2 separate regions of the Bombyx mori genome follow, and region 2 is linked to region 1. Evidence: chromatin contacts called from public Hi-C data. All regions are on one chromosome and are shown on one strand. Each heading gives the region's core, a stretch centred on a gene start, on an enhancer-like site or on the middle of the called end of the contact. The rest is flanking DNA. Distances are from core to core; before and after follow the strand shown.

Region 1 (7,183 bases), core at 2,027-4,526:
GATGACACTTAACAATGTGAGGGCAGACAACCGTACCATTTAAATTTTGATTCTTCTCACGCAAACTAAATTTCTGGTGAGCATATGTTAATGACACTTTTTTTTAAAGTCTGAGAGGCAAAAGCAAAAACCCATGAAAGTAATTTGAAGATGTTTCATTTGGAGTTTCTTTTTTTTATAAGTGAAAACTTCTTTAGCATCGTTGTGATTTGAAAGACGATGAAACGAAAAAGAGACACACACAAATTCATAAGATTTAACATGGGAGAAAACGAGATTGGAAGCATCATACAGAGGTTTTTAAAAACAGCGCCATCTATGAGATTTTTTTATTACTAACGTGTACGAAACATTGCACACACGTATTTTTGTTTTTTTTTTGAGATAAAGTATATTTGGTCAGTATTCCTCGAACCTGTGATCCTGTGTCCCAGACCGGCGCAGTAAGAGCAGCCCTGCCCAGCGGGAGCCGGCACATCGGGCTCACCCAGCATGTCGAGGAGGAAGCCAGGGACCTACACGCCAAACACAAAACTAATGAATATACAGGGTGTCCCAGAAAGAATGGATAATCCCGAAACACCACATAGTAGAGCTATTGGAGACTCGAAGCAAAAAAAAATTTGTTAGGTTAGTACCCAAATAAAAAATAAAAAATACCAGAGTTCATGATTAAAATTTAAAGTTCAGATTAACTTTTATAAAAAATGCCACTAGCTACTCATACGATTTCCTGAATAAATAATAATTTCCTTTCCTTGAATAAATAAATAAAAAAAAACTGAACTATCAAGTACTTTAAGGTTTACGTGGTTGGACAGCTGTCGGGTTATGGTAGTTTTTAAATTTGCTAACCTGTATTAAGCTTTAGCACTAGTAAATCGCAGTATTCTGATACAACAGTCAGAGAGCGCTGTTAACCCCCCCAACCCTCCTAAACCCCCCGCGCCCACACTCACCCGCTGTCCGGCTTCCCGCAGCAGATGCACCAGGTCCCGCAGCACGCTGTGGTCGGGGCGGCCCAGCAGCGTGGTGGCCACGCCCCCGCCCCCCGCGCGCCCCGTGCGCCCGATGCGGTGCACGTAGTTCTCGATGTCCTCCGGCATGTCGTAGTTGATGACGTGCTGGATGTTCGCGAAGTCGAGCCCTGGGGGTCGCGGCCGACTTACAGATCCGAACAGGTTTTTTTTTTAATTGCCTTTGTAGGCAGACGAGCATACGGCCCATCTGATGGTAAGTGGTCACCGTCGCTCATGGACGTTAGCAATGCCAGGAGCAGAGTCAAGCCGCTACCTACCATACCCGGGGCGAACCCATGGCAAGGGACCACGAATTCCTATTGAGACTTGGGGAAAGCTTTTTTTATTGCTTAGATGAACGGATGAGCTCACACGTAAATACGGCCACCCACCTTGAGATATAAGTTGTAAGGTCTCAGTATAGTTACAACGACCGTCCCGCCCTTCAAACCGAAACCCTGCTTCACGGCAGAAACAGGTAGGGCGGTGGTCACAATTCGTCCTACCATCACTAATTACGCAAATTATAATTTTTGCGGGTAGAATTGTGCATTCCAATTATATTGTTTAACAATTGAAACACCATTCAAATTGCTTCGCAGCACTTACTAATCACGCAAAGCATTGAGAGTTCAACTTTCATAACCCCATGTTTATAACGTGAAAATAATTGATGTCCATGGACTACGGATCAGTTACGCCCTTAAGTATTATACCCATTTATTCAACAAAACAACGAAATGTCATACGGCCATTTCCGCTTCCATATTGTGCCTGATTGAAAGTACTAAAAATTACTATAATATCCGGGTATTAATCACAACCGGTCCCAAGCAAGGATTCCCTGTACTACCCTGGTCGGCGGCATAAAGTGCCGCGCCACTCGTACCGATATGGCTCAAAACGCAATACTGACCTTTGCTAGCGACATCCGTGGCCACCAGCACGTCCTTTTCCCCCCTCCTGAAGGCTTCGACTGCCCGAGACCTCTCCTCCTGGTCCTTGCCACCGTGAATGGCGACGGCTTCCACTCCTGACAATGGCATTGGCATGTTTAAGCGTTACAATCAATGTGCTGATGATCGATCTTCAGAAGGGTGTTACGTAAGGCCATTACATGGAAACCCGTCGCATGTACCTTCCGGGAATCGACCGTCAGCTGTCACGAAGAGAGCTGTCAACACAACTTGACTGATCTAAATGATCAGCATCCAGGGCATCGCTTCGTATCCGGACCCAGCACTCTTGGGTCTCATATCGACCAGGACACACGATGTTAGATTAGTTTAGAGTGACTTTCAAATTGTAATCTTTATATTTTTTTTTTATTGCTTAGATGTGTGGACGAGCTCACAACCCACCTGGTGTTAAGTGGTTACTGGAGCCCATAGACATCTACGACGTAAATGCGCCACCCATATTGAGATATAAGTTCTAAGGTCTCAGTATGGTTACAACGGCTGCCCCACCCTTCAAACCGAAACGCATCACTGCTTCACGGCAGGAATAGGCGGGGCGGTGGTACCTACCCGCGCGGACTCACAAGAGGTCCTACCACCAGTAAATACTTATACTAATTTACGGGCGTCGGCCACTAGATGGCTTCGCTTCGATTAGTTTCTCATTACTCCTGTAGATGGCAGTAATATATTAACTATCCTATATTTTATTTTTAATGAAGGATTTTGTAAGTCTTCAGAAACCACAAAAGTGATAAAATTTAATTAATTTATCTATAACAGCTTATATGATTTATTAATTTTTATGTTCTGTGTTTATTTATACCATAATTAAATGCGTTAACTTTAACAACATATAAGTTTAGGGGCATCCGCTACGAGATGTCGCTAGTTTCCATACAGAAAAAATATATTTGTCTTAAAGTTTCAGGGACCTGGCATTCTTAACAAACTATAGTGGTGCAATAGGAACAATGCTTTCATTTTTATTACTTAGATGGGTGGACGAGCTCACAGCCCACCTGGTGTTAAGTGGTTACTGAAACCCATAGACATCTACGACGTAAATGCGCCACCTATCTTGACTAAATACCCAACAATCCTCCAACAACCACCACGGAGAACGCTGGGTCCTGTAAATCATTGCTGAAAATAGGAACTGGTCTCACCTTTCAGCAGCAAGTACTCGTGCACGGCATCCACGTCCTGTTTCCTCTCGGCGAATATGAGGGTCGGGGGCGGAGTCTTCTGCAGGCAGTGCAGCAGCTGCACGGTGCGGGCCTCGGGCTGCGCCGGCTCCAGGTCCTGGCGGACGGTGAGCGAGGCAGCCCCAGCGCGCCCCACGTTTACCGTCACCGGACGGACCAGAGCTGATCTGTTAAGTGTTTTCGAAGAGTCTCTTACACGAATGAGGAGTTTTTCAGTGGTCTTTTTGGATAGACCCGCCAAATTATAATTTGCGCAATTTTTAGTACTTTCAATCAGGCTTAATATGGGAGCGGAAATGGCCGTATAATAATTCGTTGTTCGTTGAGTAAATGGGTATAATACTTAACGGCGCAACTGATGTTATTTGACCGCTGTAGTCCATGGACATCAACGGCCGTCTGGTGTAGTGGTAAGTGACATGGTCACTACACAAGGGGGTCGCGGGTTCGAATCCCGCCAAGGGAAGATATTTGTGTATGATAAATATAAATGTCTTTTCCAGGGTTATGGATGTATATTAAATATGTGTATGTGTATAATAAAAATCTTACATTTATTTCCGTTATCTGGTACCTGTAACACAAGTTCTTTACGAACTTATCACGGGACCAGTTAACGTGGCGTGATTGTTAGTAAATATTTATTTATTATTTACACGTTATTTATTATAACATGGGGTAATAAAAATTGAACTCTCTTAATGTTTTGCGTGATTAGTAAGTACTGCGAAGTGATCACGCTTTCTAGTTTGAATGGTGTTTTAATTATTAAACAATATAAATGGGACGCACAATTTTACTCGCAAAAGTTATAATTTGCGTAATTACTGGTGGTAGGATGTCTTGTGAGTCCGCGCGCTACCCAGGTACCACCACCTATTTCTGCCGTAAAGCAGTAATGCGTTTCGGATTGAAGGTCGGAGCAGGCGTTGTAAATATACTGAGAGCTTAGATCTTATATCTCAAGGTGGGTGGCGCAATTACGTTGTAGATGCCTATGGACTCAAGTAACTACGTAACACCAGGTGGGCTGTGAGTTCGTCCACCCATCTAAGCAATAAAAAGCGGTAACGCGAGCAGCGAATTTCATGAGGCGGTCCTATGTCCAATGCGTGAGGACATTGGACCGTAAAGGGTTTGCTGTAATGTTTCTTGAGGTCCAAACATGTGATAACAGTGGTTCATCAGCCATTTGATGTCTGTGCTGGGTCGCGTTTCCGATCCGGTGGTAGATTCTGCGAAGCACTGCTCTTGCTAGGGTTCGTGTTAGCAACATCGTCAGGTTTGAGCCCCGTGAGCTCACCCACATGTTAGGGCGAAGCTGAAATAGCCTCTCAAGGCTATCAACATAGGTAGGAAAAACAACACCTTTCTTGCTTCACGGCAGAAACAGGGGGTGGTACCTACCCGCGCGGACTCACAAGACGTCCTGCCACCAGTAAAAGGCTGAAAGTTCAGTTGACAAAAGACCTACCGAGCAAAGTTCTGGATCTTCTTCGGCATAGTGGCGCTGAACAGTAACGTCTGTCTCTGCCCGGCGAAGTAAGAGAATATCGTTCGCACGTCCTCTTCGAAGCCCATGTCGATCATGCGATCAGCTTCGTCCATGCAGAGGTACCGGCAGACGTTGAGCCGGACCTGGACGTAAACGGATAATTGGGAACCAAACACGCACGGATATCCGGCCCTCAAATTCAGGGTTCCCTGTGTTTTATCGGTACCGGAGACTGATGTATTTATTTATTTATTACACTTAATGTAAATTTTTGATTGGCAGACTTAATACCTAAGGCCTTATCTACTGGTCAACCAAAGGGAGTGCAGAGTAAATAGTGGTAGGTGCAATGAAATTTATATTAAATTACAAATACATACACATATACTTACATACATACATAGTTACATAAATACATATATCTATATATTAATACGTGAAGCAAAAACTTTGTAACCCTTTTTACGAAAATTGCGCGGTCGGACAAGTATGATATTTTCCACGCTTATAGAGAATATAGAGAAGGAATGCACAATGATAATATTTTTTTTTAATTTTGCATAAAAAATAGATGAAGTCAATTAAAAAAAAACATTAAACACACTACCATGTATTTGACACAAAACGCTTTGTTTATTATCAAACTTTTCTTATTATTTAAATTCTGTGATCAAATTGAGAATAAATTAATATTGTTTATCTTTAATATTATTTGTCTATAGCGACTCTTGGCGAAATCTATGATTATAGAAGCATAAATAGTCTTTGACAATAGAACCAATAACAATAATGTTCAAACTTATAATTTCAATTAAATATACTCGAATTTGGACTACCGAAGCACCACTAGTACGTTTAAATATATACATATATATAGATTATAAATAAAGAGCAAAAAAATTTGTTTATCACATAAATATTTGCCTGAAGCGGAAATCGAACCTGCGAACCTCGGCACAGCAGTCATGGGTGTTAACTGCTGCTCCACCGGATCAGTCAAAATTAAGTTCTATCCTGATCGACTTGGGGGAGGGTGATGGGAGAGATGTGCTCCGCACTAAGCGCTTCACTCTCCCCTTTGCCTTTTCATGAGTTCTGTCTCATGCGAGGCACGGACGTGGGTTGTTGAGCGACAGGAGGTTTAAGTCGGTTTGACTCCAACATGCCCCACCCGCCATCCCCCGTGGAGGGTGGGAGTCCAGCGACTTCCTCGTGATAAAAAAAAAAAGAAAATCCTGATCGTCTTACCATCTTTTTATCCAGCATATCCATCAGCCTCCCCGGCGTTGCCACCATGATGTGAACGCCTTTCTGGACCACCTCCATGCATTCGGAGACGGCTACGCCTACCATCGAAAATTCCTAACTTAAGATACTAAATCAGGGCATTCTTTTTAATAGCATAGCTTTGAGCGCGGCGACCGAATCAAGAAATTCTGTAACGAAAATAAAACCTAACACCCCCACTCCGCCTACATGTAGCTCGCGTTCAACACATTCACACGTTTTTTTATTTTATTTTATTGCTTAGATGTGTGGACGAGCTCACAGCCCACCTGGTGTTAAGTGGTTACTGGAGCCCATAGACATCTACAACGTAAATGCGCCACCCACCTTGAGATATAAGTTGTAAGGTCTCAGTATAGTTACAACGGCTGCCCCACCCTTCAAACCGAAACGCATTACTGCTTCACGGCAGAAATAGACAGGGCGGTGGTACCTACCCGCGCGGACTCACAACAGGTCCTACCACCAGTAATTACGCAAATTATAATTTTGCGGGTTTCACTTTTATTACACGATATTATTCCTTCACCGTGGAAGTCAATCGTGAACATTTGTTGAGTACGTATTTCATTAGAAAAATTGGTACCCGCCTGCGGGATTCGAACACCGGTGCATCGCTTCAACACGAATGTACCGGGTGTCTTATCCGTTAGACCACGACGACTTGCGTTGCGCCTGTGTAGTGTTTGTGAATAAGCGCGCGGCGTGACGTCACACTGCGTGCGCATCATGAAAAGTCTGCCCATCTCTCTCTCTCGCGCGCTCTAGCTTATGAGTGTGAAGGGGACAGTTAATGTTTTGCTTTTGTTAATGTTTATAAATATAGCGTGGTCTTATTTTATTAGTGAGATATAAGTTCTAAGGTCTCCAATATGATTACAGCTATTGGGGCGCGGTACCTCCGATGGCGAGGCAGCTGCGGATCTCGGGGCTCCCGGTTAGCTTGAGGTGCCTGATGAAGTGTTGTATTATGTCGTGGGTCTGCTTGGCGAGCTCGCGCGAGGGACAGATGATCAGGCCGTAGGGACCCTCATTCCTAGAAGGAACAATTAGTGTTTCAGAACTCCTGAGACAACTGGTAGGCATATTGACTATTGGGCTCTCGAGAAGTCGGGAGAGTAAGCACTGATGGTAGGACGTCTTCTGAGTCCGCGCGGGTAGGTATCACCGCTCTGCCTATTTCTGCCGTGAAGCAGTTTGAAGGGTGGGGCAGCC
Region 2 (7,183 bases), core at 3,508-6,007, 160 kb before region 1:
GTCACGACACTTTTTAGATCCGTCATTCTGACCAATCAACGTGTAGGCGCTTATCGCGTGACATTGCTCGTATCCGATTGGTCCGCGTAATGAGTACAGTTTCTCGAGATAGCGTTTCAACAATAGAAATTTAGTTCATAGTATTGTTTTTTTCTTCTTCATAATGCCGTAATTTATTATTATTACTTAAAAAAAAATTACAATTCCTTCACTAATTAATCGAAAGGAACTTCGTTCCATCCGGGTGTCCCTTGACACCTCTGAAGTTTTTTTTATTGCATAGATTGGTGGCAGAGTTCAGAGCCCACCTGGTGTTAAGTGGTTACTGAAACCCATAGACGTCTACAGCGTAAATGCCGACACCCACCTTGAGATATGAGTTCTAAGGTCTCAGTATAGTTACAACGGCTGCCTCGGCCTTCAAAGCATTACTGCTTCACGGCAGAAATAGCCGCGATGGTGGTACATACCCGTTCTTACTCACAAGAGGTGTTACCACCAGTAAAATGTCATACGTTATAGACCTATGTCTGATTGATTTAGTAGTGAACGAATGTGTACATAGCTTTCGACTTAAGCTCTCGTTCGTCTAAAGCTCCAGGACGAATTCGCCACCTCGCCCCCCATGCCCCCCCACATGGTGGCGGTGGCGGTCTGCCGTCTCCAAAGAGCGTCAGCGCCGACACCGGAGGCTAACACAACCGACGCCACCGAAGCGGAGACCGACGGAGATACCAGCACAGCACCAGAGATCAGCCTTTACACTGACCACCCGAGCATATTACAGGAGAGCGGGTGAGTTTGGTGTTTGAAGCTATACCATCATCATTATCTTGCCCTTCTCCAAGTCACCTGGGGTCGAAGCAACATGTTTTCTCCTTCCATATTCATCTATGATATACCATCTCTCCGATCTTACACATATACTCTTTCACGCAATCCATCCATTTTTTTCTCTTCCTCTAAAGCCATTCATAGTTAAACCTCTCTTACCAGCTTTTGAAGCTATACCAATACCTTGCCTATTTCTGACCACCAAAGTGGAGTAGAGTAGAATATGCATTATACAACGAGATACATATATTTATAAAAGTTTTTATTAATATTAATTTATATGAGAGGTTTATGCAACATGTCGCTTAATAAGCGACCTTTTTTTGTAATTAAAGGTACGTTTTATTTGCAATACCAAATGCTAATAAGCATACATATAAGCTTAATTAAGTTTACTTCATACGAATAGCTGATAAAGGGTATTTTGGTAAGATCTTTTTTTCCTAAATTATAAATTTGAAATGATTCCTGTACAGTTTCAAAAATGCCATTTAAACCTTAATAACCTTTCTAAACCGTCGTTAAGTGTATTTTGACAAATGATTAAAATTAAATGATGACTTTTATGAACTCTACACTGGCAACAATGGCATCCCAAAAAGCAAACTGCCATACTTAAAAATTAAAAAAAAACAATAGTTATTTTCGTCCTTTACAGACCGCTTCTCGAATGGTTGCAGAAAACCATCCAGCAGTTCAGTTACGAGTTGAACACGTCGTATCCTCTACCGAAATTCGGTAAGTCCTGTGCGCTTCCACTGCATCTTAAGCCAGGGTCTGCACGAGCTGTCCAAAACAGCAATTGTTTAGGTTCTGTCAAGACAACTTCGCGAGGGGACCGGCAAAACTACTTGGCCGCAGCTTTTTGATCGAACTTTTCCAGAGTAGATGGGACTTTTTCCGTGATTACTCTAGACCAGTCATGCCTTTAGGCACTCAGCGAATACTAAGAGGGCTTTGTTGGCAAGTAGTTCATCCACTGTGACCCTGATGTGCCATCCTCCAGATTGTCGTTTCAGTCTCAATAGAACTCTCTTGGTAGAGTCAGATTAGCATCAAGAGGACAGGCAGTCATGACACTGCCCACAAAATAGCAAAAATTCTTTTATTTTACTATCAAAGGTAAATAAAGTTGGTGGAACCGCCTCTGGCTAGGTGGTGGCAAGAAGTGGATGAGCAGAGTCGAAGATCAAACTCATTGGTGTAAATTAGGACAGGCCTGTATCAACAGTTGATGACTGTGGCCTGATGATGATGACGAAATAGATTAGTGTAAATTATTATTTTTAATGCCTGTGTAGGCAGAGGATCATCATTTATAACCATCATTAGGTTGGCCGTATGCTCATGGACGTTAGTAATACCAGGGGCAGAGCCAAGCCACTGCCTACCGTTTAATACTCTCCACAAGCCTCGTTCGAAGAAGGACATGTCATAGTGCTCGGGGAACACCGTGGAATGGAGCTCATTCCAAAGCCGGATGGTGCGGGGCAAAAAAGATGTCTGAAAACTGTGGATGATCGCAGTGGTTCCAGGTATTATGAACAGACTCTACTCCGATGGTGGACGGCGCGATGATGAAATTTAGATGATGGTATCATCTCAAACAAATTCCTCTAGATTAATTTATTTAATTGTCAATATTGCAGATGTCGTGGTGGTTGACAGCGCCAACCACTATTCAGAAGGTTGGGGCCTCATTACTCTCGCGCCAGCCACTTTATCTGACACCAAAACTATAGCAAGACTTTTGGCACAGCAGGTCAGCAAGTACCTTGTTTCTTAGTGTTTTTTTTTCTGAGGAAATCAACTGGTATTTCTATTCCCTTTGTATTGATTGTCTAAGCAGCATCTGATTTCTTTAAGTGTAGTTACTTTCCGAATAAAGAAAATTTATTAAATAGATTAAAGACTGATTGGTTCATTAACTAGCTCTTTTTATTCAGTGGTTCGGAGGCCTAGTCTCTCCAAGATGGTGGGCGTCGCAGTGGCTGATGGAAGCCCTAACATCGCTAATAGCTGAAAAAGCACCGCCCTTCAAAAATTCCGCCCTGAAGCAAGAAGAAGCTTTGCTGCTCGACCATGTTCTGCCAGCACTGAGGTAAGGCAAATTTATATCATAATTGGCGTTTTCACTAGTGGTAGGGCGTTATGTGATCACGCACGGAACAGCACCCTCCACTATCACCAGTAATGCGTTTCGGTGTGAAGGATGAGGCAACTCTTGTACTATAGAACCGAGACTTAGACCTCATATCTCAAGGTGGATGACGGGATTTACATTTTTAATGTCTATGGACTCCGATGATCACTTTACACCAGGTGCTTAGGCAATAAAAAAATCTCATAAAATGTGTTCCAAATCGGTTTATGGTTGGAGCTGTCTCTTGGATGCAAAAGCACGCGATTCGTATTTAACGGTCAGAAGCTGATAAGCTTACTTCAACGGCAGAATATCATTTCGAGACCCAAATCCCTGGACTGACTTTGCGTTTTTTGAATGCGTTTCGGTTTGAAGGGTGGGGTAGCCGTTGTAACTATACTGAGACCTTAGAACTTATATCTCAAGGTGGGTGGCGCATTTACGTTGTAGATGTCTATGGACTCCAGTAACCACTTAACACCAGGTGGGCTGTGAGTACTCCACCAATCTAAGCAATAAAAATAAAAATAAATCTTCTAATGCTCACCCTCAGGTTAGACTCTGGAAGTACAGTTCGGGCGGTCGCGGCATTGAGACTCGAACGCGCCGACATCGAGTCGGCTACGGATGAACTCTCTCTGCACAAGGTAACCCTTGCGTCTGTTTTCTCTACCATTAGTAATCTTTTTTTTTCCTACCTAAGCTGATGGTCTAGAGCAGCCTTTCCCAAAGTGGGCAATAACGCCCCCTTGTGGGCGCTGCCGGCCTAAAGGGGGGCAGTAAGAGACCCTGGAAAAAAGGGGGCGTTGTGGCTTGAGCTTGGCGATTTGTAATTTAATCTAGAAGGACTCTTAGACACCGACTAAGCTCTCACTATAGTGGTTTTTAAGTAGGATGGGGGCGCTGAAAAATAATTTATTCTTAAAGTGGGCAGTAGATAAAATAAGCTTGAAAACCCCTGGTCTAGAGAGACCATATCGGGCTCAAATCTGACGACGTTGCTAACACGAACCCTAGCAAGAGTCGTGCTTCGCAGAATCTACCATCGGAACTACGTATCGGAAACGGGACCCACTGAGAAGATCCGGCGAGAAACTCAGTGAGCTATAATCTTATGCAGTTTGGACTAATTAAATTTGTCTCAACAAGTACCATCAGTGGGCTATAATCTTATGCAGTTTAGACTAATAAGATTTGTCTCAACGAGTACCACACGCGAAGGTTGTCTTGTTTGGTTTTTTTCATTGATTTCTTACTGTCTAGGGTGCTGCCATAGTTAGTATGGCAATCGAAGCAGCCGGTGAGGAAACTGGCCGAGCAGCACTCGCGCGTCTGTTGCGCGATCACCGCTATGCAAGCGCCGACGCCAGGTAAGCTATGTTTTATGATCGGTGTCTAGGTCTACTGGACGAAGACCGACCACAGCATCCGGATCTGAAGCTGAACACAGAATCTTTGTTAACGACTTCACAGAGGGCATTCCATTTTAATAGGACACGTCAGATATATAGGTACGGAGCGGGGTAGAATGATCCATTATTAGTGTGAGCACACATTGCCGAGCACTCAAAATAACTGATGAGACAATCAATGCAAACGTTTATTTTCACTGTAGCAAACAAATTTACAGAGAATCACTAATGATCGAACAGATAAATGGAGGTTAGTCGACAAACGCGGGAAGCTCGTTACAACGACCCAAGTGACCAAGTAATGACCGTTCGGGTCGGTCCCTAAAGATGGCAGTTTATTCTTTACAGTAAAAGTGTAGGTACCTCAAACGTCAACTGTCAAACAGCCTCAAACGTCAAACCGTCGGAAATTGGCGTTGCCATCGCCTTATCGACCTTACCTAAATGAACTACTTGACGCTTCCGACTAAACTCGATTAATAACATTTACTGAAACTGCGACATAAACATCTCTTTCCTGCACTAAATCGAATTGAAGTTGCGGCCTCCGCACCAAAGATGCCCATATCTTCCTTAACCCACTCCAAGGCGAATACGGCCGTGGCGTACCAATACCTAGCTAAAGATTTGTCGTCTAGCATGCAATTGCTATAGACATGCTGATTGTAGATGTTGGAAGCTTTACATTAGAGACATTAGATGAAGAATACCTATCTGGTCGCGCCACAAGGAACAGATTTGTAACATAAAAAAATATATATCCAGAGATTTATGGCGGGCGTTGCAACGTGACAACCCTGACGATGCATCGGTGCAGGCCCACGCGTGGGACGGCTGGTGCGAGAAGCCAGGGTATCCGTTGCTGAGCGCGACGACAGTCGGAGATGACGTCATTCTCAAACAAGAAAGGTCAGTTATATGCTCCTCATTTAAAATCTTAACTATGACCGCGATTAAGTCCTAGGTTTTTTTTATTGCTTACATAGGTGGACGAGTTCACAGCCCACCTGTTGTTAAGTAGTTACCGGAGCTCCGGAGCCCATAGACATGTACAACGTAAGTGCGCCACCTACCTTGAAATATAAGTTCTAAGGTCTCAGTATAGCAACGGCTGCCCCACCCATCAAGACGAAACGCATTACTACTTCACGGCAGAAATAGGTAGGGTGGTGGTACCTACCCGTGCGGACTCACAAAAGGTCCTACCACCGGTAATTACGCAAATTATAATTTTGCGGGTTTCATTTTTATTACACGATGTTATCCCTTCACCGTGAAAGTCAATCGTGAACGTTTGTTAAGTACGTATTTCATTATAAAAATCGTTACCCGCCTGGGATTCGAACACCCCGTGCATCGCTCAACACGAACGCACCGGACGTCTTATCCTTTAGGCCACGACGACTTCAAAACCTGCCCGGTGAATAATACATTAAAGCATACCCCATTCAACTCCCAGGTTCCTGATGACGGCCGAACCACCACCCCCAGAGCCTCCAATGCTGAACGACCTCCTCACTCAGGACTTGAGAGCCGATCTCGAAGCATTGTTCTTTGATCCAGGTAATAAATAAACGTAGATATAAGTGAAACAAACTTAAATTATATTTGGCTTGTGTATTAGCAGACTGCACGGGTATGTCCCACCATCACAGACCTGTCTCTCGCTGAGATGTCTATGAGCTTCAGTAAGTACTGGTGGGAATAATCTTGAACTCAGAGACTGGTTCGAATCTCAGGGTCCAGGCAGAGATTCAATGGGAACTATGGTTTCAGATATAACTATGAACCGTTGGTTTGTATGAAATGAGTTATGTTGCGAGGTGCAATGATGGGGTTACAAACATTGATAGCACAATGCACAGGGTAGCGCGGAGGGGTCTGGGTCAGTCGGGAGACCGCTAAGTGGTTAGATTAGAAATAGCTTTTTCAAGGTCTTGCACATTTCTCAACGACACTTGAAGTGGATGTTTGAGTTTTAAACACTGATTGTTATTACTACCTGGACTATCGTCCACGGACACCAAATCATTAGCATATAACGCATTCTTATAGAAAACTACACGGACGCTACCGAAGAGGACTACAATGCCACCACCACGACCACCCCACTCCCAACCACCACCACCAAGAAGCCGTCGCCGAAGACGACGAAGCTGCCGCCACCGAAATGGATTATCCCGATTACCTTCACCGTTGGCCCCCTGGAAGCAGACCCGGAGGAAATCCACACAATGCACAACGGAACTTGGTGAGTGGAGACCGTGGACTGCTGTGACTATCCCGCCTATTCCTGACGCTAAGGAGACAAGGTTTCCTCGCGTACATATGCTTGGGGCTTGGTTTTGTTACTGGTACCGCATAACGACATTGACTTATGAAGCAACATGATCTTTGTAAAGATCAATAATAATTATTAAGGAGATACCCATAAAACTGAAATGCATAACTGGAAGTAGTATCAAGAGCGTGGGGAAACCGAAGGCGGTGGCGAAACGAACGATCACTAGAACGGTGACGGATCCTCGCCTTCGCAAATGCGAATGTTCTCGAATTCGCCTCCGCATTCGCCTGCGCGAATTCTCAGAGGTGTTCCTCGTGTGGAAATTCCCAATAAATGAGCGTAATACACAAAATCGTATGGTACGAAATTTAAAACTTTTGCTCTTGTTTTGTACACTTACCCCGCGTGCCCCCTAAGACCACCTCGCAAAAGGTTCCCCCCTACTGAAAAAAAAGCCACTTCCGTCTCCCTTAACTTCTGCCTTCGCGGCGACCAAGCTGTGACCATCTA

The links. A called contact is a pair of places that touch in the nucleus more often than the background predicts.
Region 2: a Hi-C map of midgut shows a contact between it and region 1, with 2.7 times the contacts expected there. The contact joins two enhancer-like sites. A contact is called at or near these places in 2 of 7 Hi-C or Micro-C datasets (midgut and whole pupa).

Annotation. Positions count from the first base shown.
Region 1 is chr11:2,828,479-2,835,661 of ASM3026992v2, reverse strand. LOC101741193 (ATP-dependent RNA helicase abstrakt) reads right to left here. Exons shown (of 12, transcript XM_004922191.5): 5 at 6,868-7,004; 6 at 5,930-6,027; 7 at 4,661-4,824; 8 at 3,148-3,353; 9 at 1,936-2,052; 10 at 960-1,147; 11 at 416-515. Among protein-coding and RNA genes, the nearest start is that of LOC101741193, 6.8 kb to the right of the region's middle. Within about 2 kb of position 3,276, at least 3 of the 8 cell types and tissues checked have open chromatin away from gene starts, as enhancers often do.
Region 2 is chr11:2,985,880-2,993,062 of ASM3026992v2, reverse strand. LOC105841955 (aminopeptidase N) reads left to right here. Exons shown (of 28, transcript XM_021349745.3): 11 at 596-795; 12 at 1,493-1,572; 13 at 2,484-2,596; 14 at 2,781-2,935; 15 at 3,531-3,624; 16 at 4,241-4,347; 17 at 5,155-5,298; 18 at 5,849-5,952; 19 at 6,445-6,640. Among protein-coding and RNA genes, the nearest start is that of LOC134199648, 11 kb to the right of the region's middle. Within about 2 kb of position 4,757, at least 3 of the 8 cell types and tissues checked have open chromatin away from gene starts, as enhancers often do.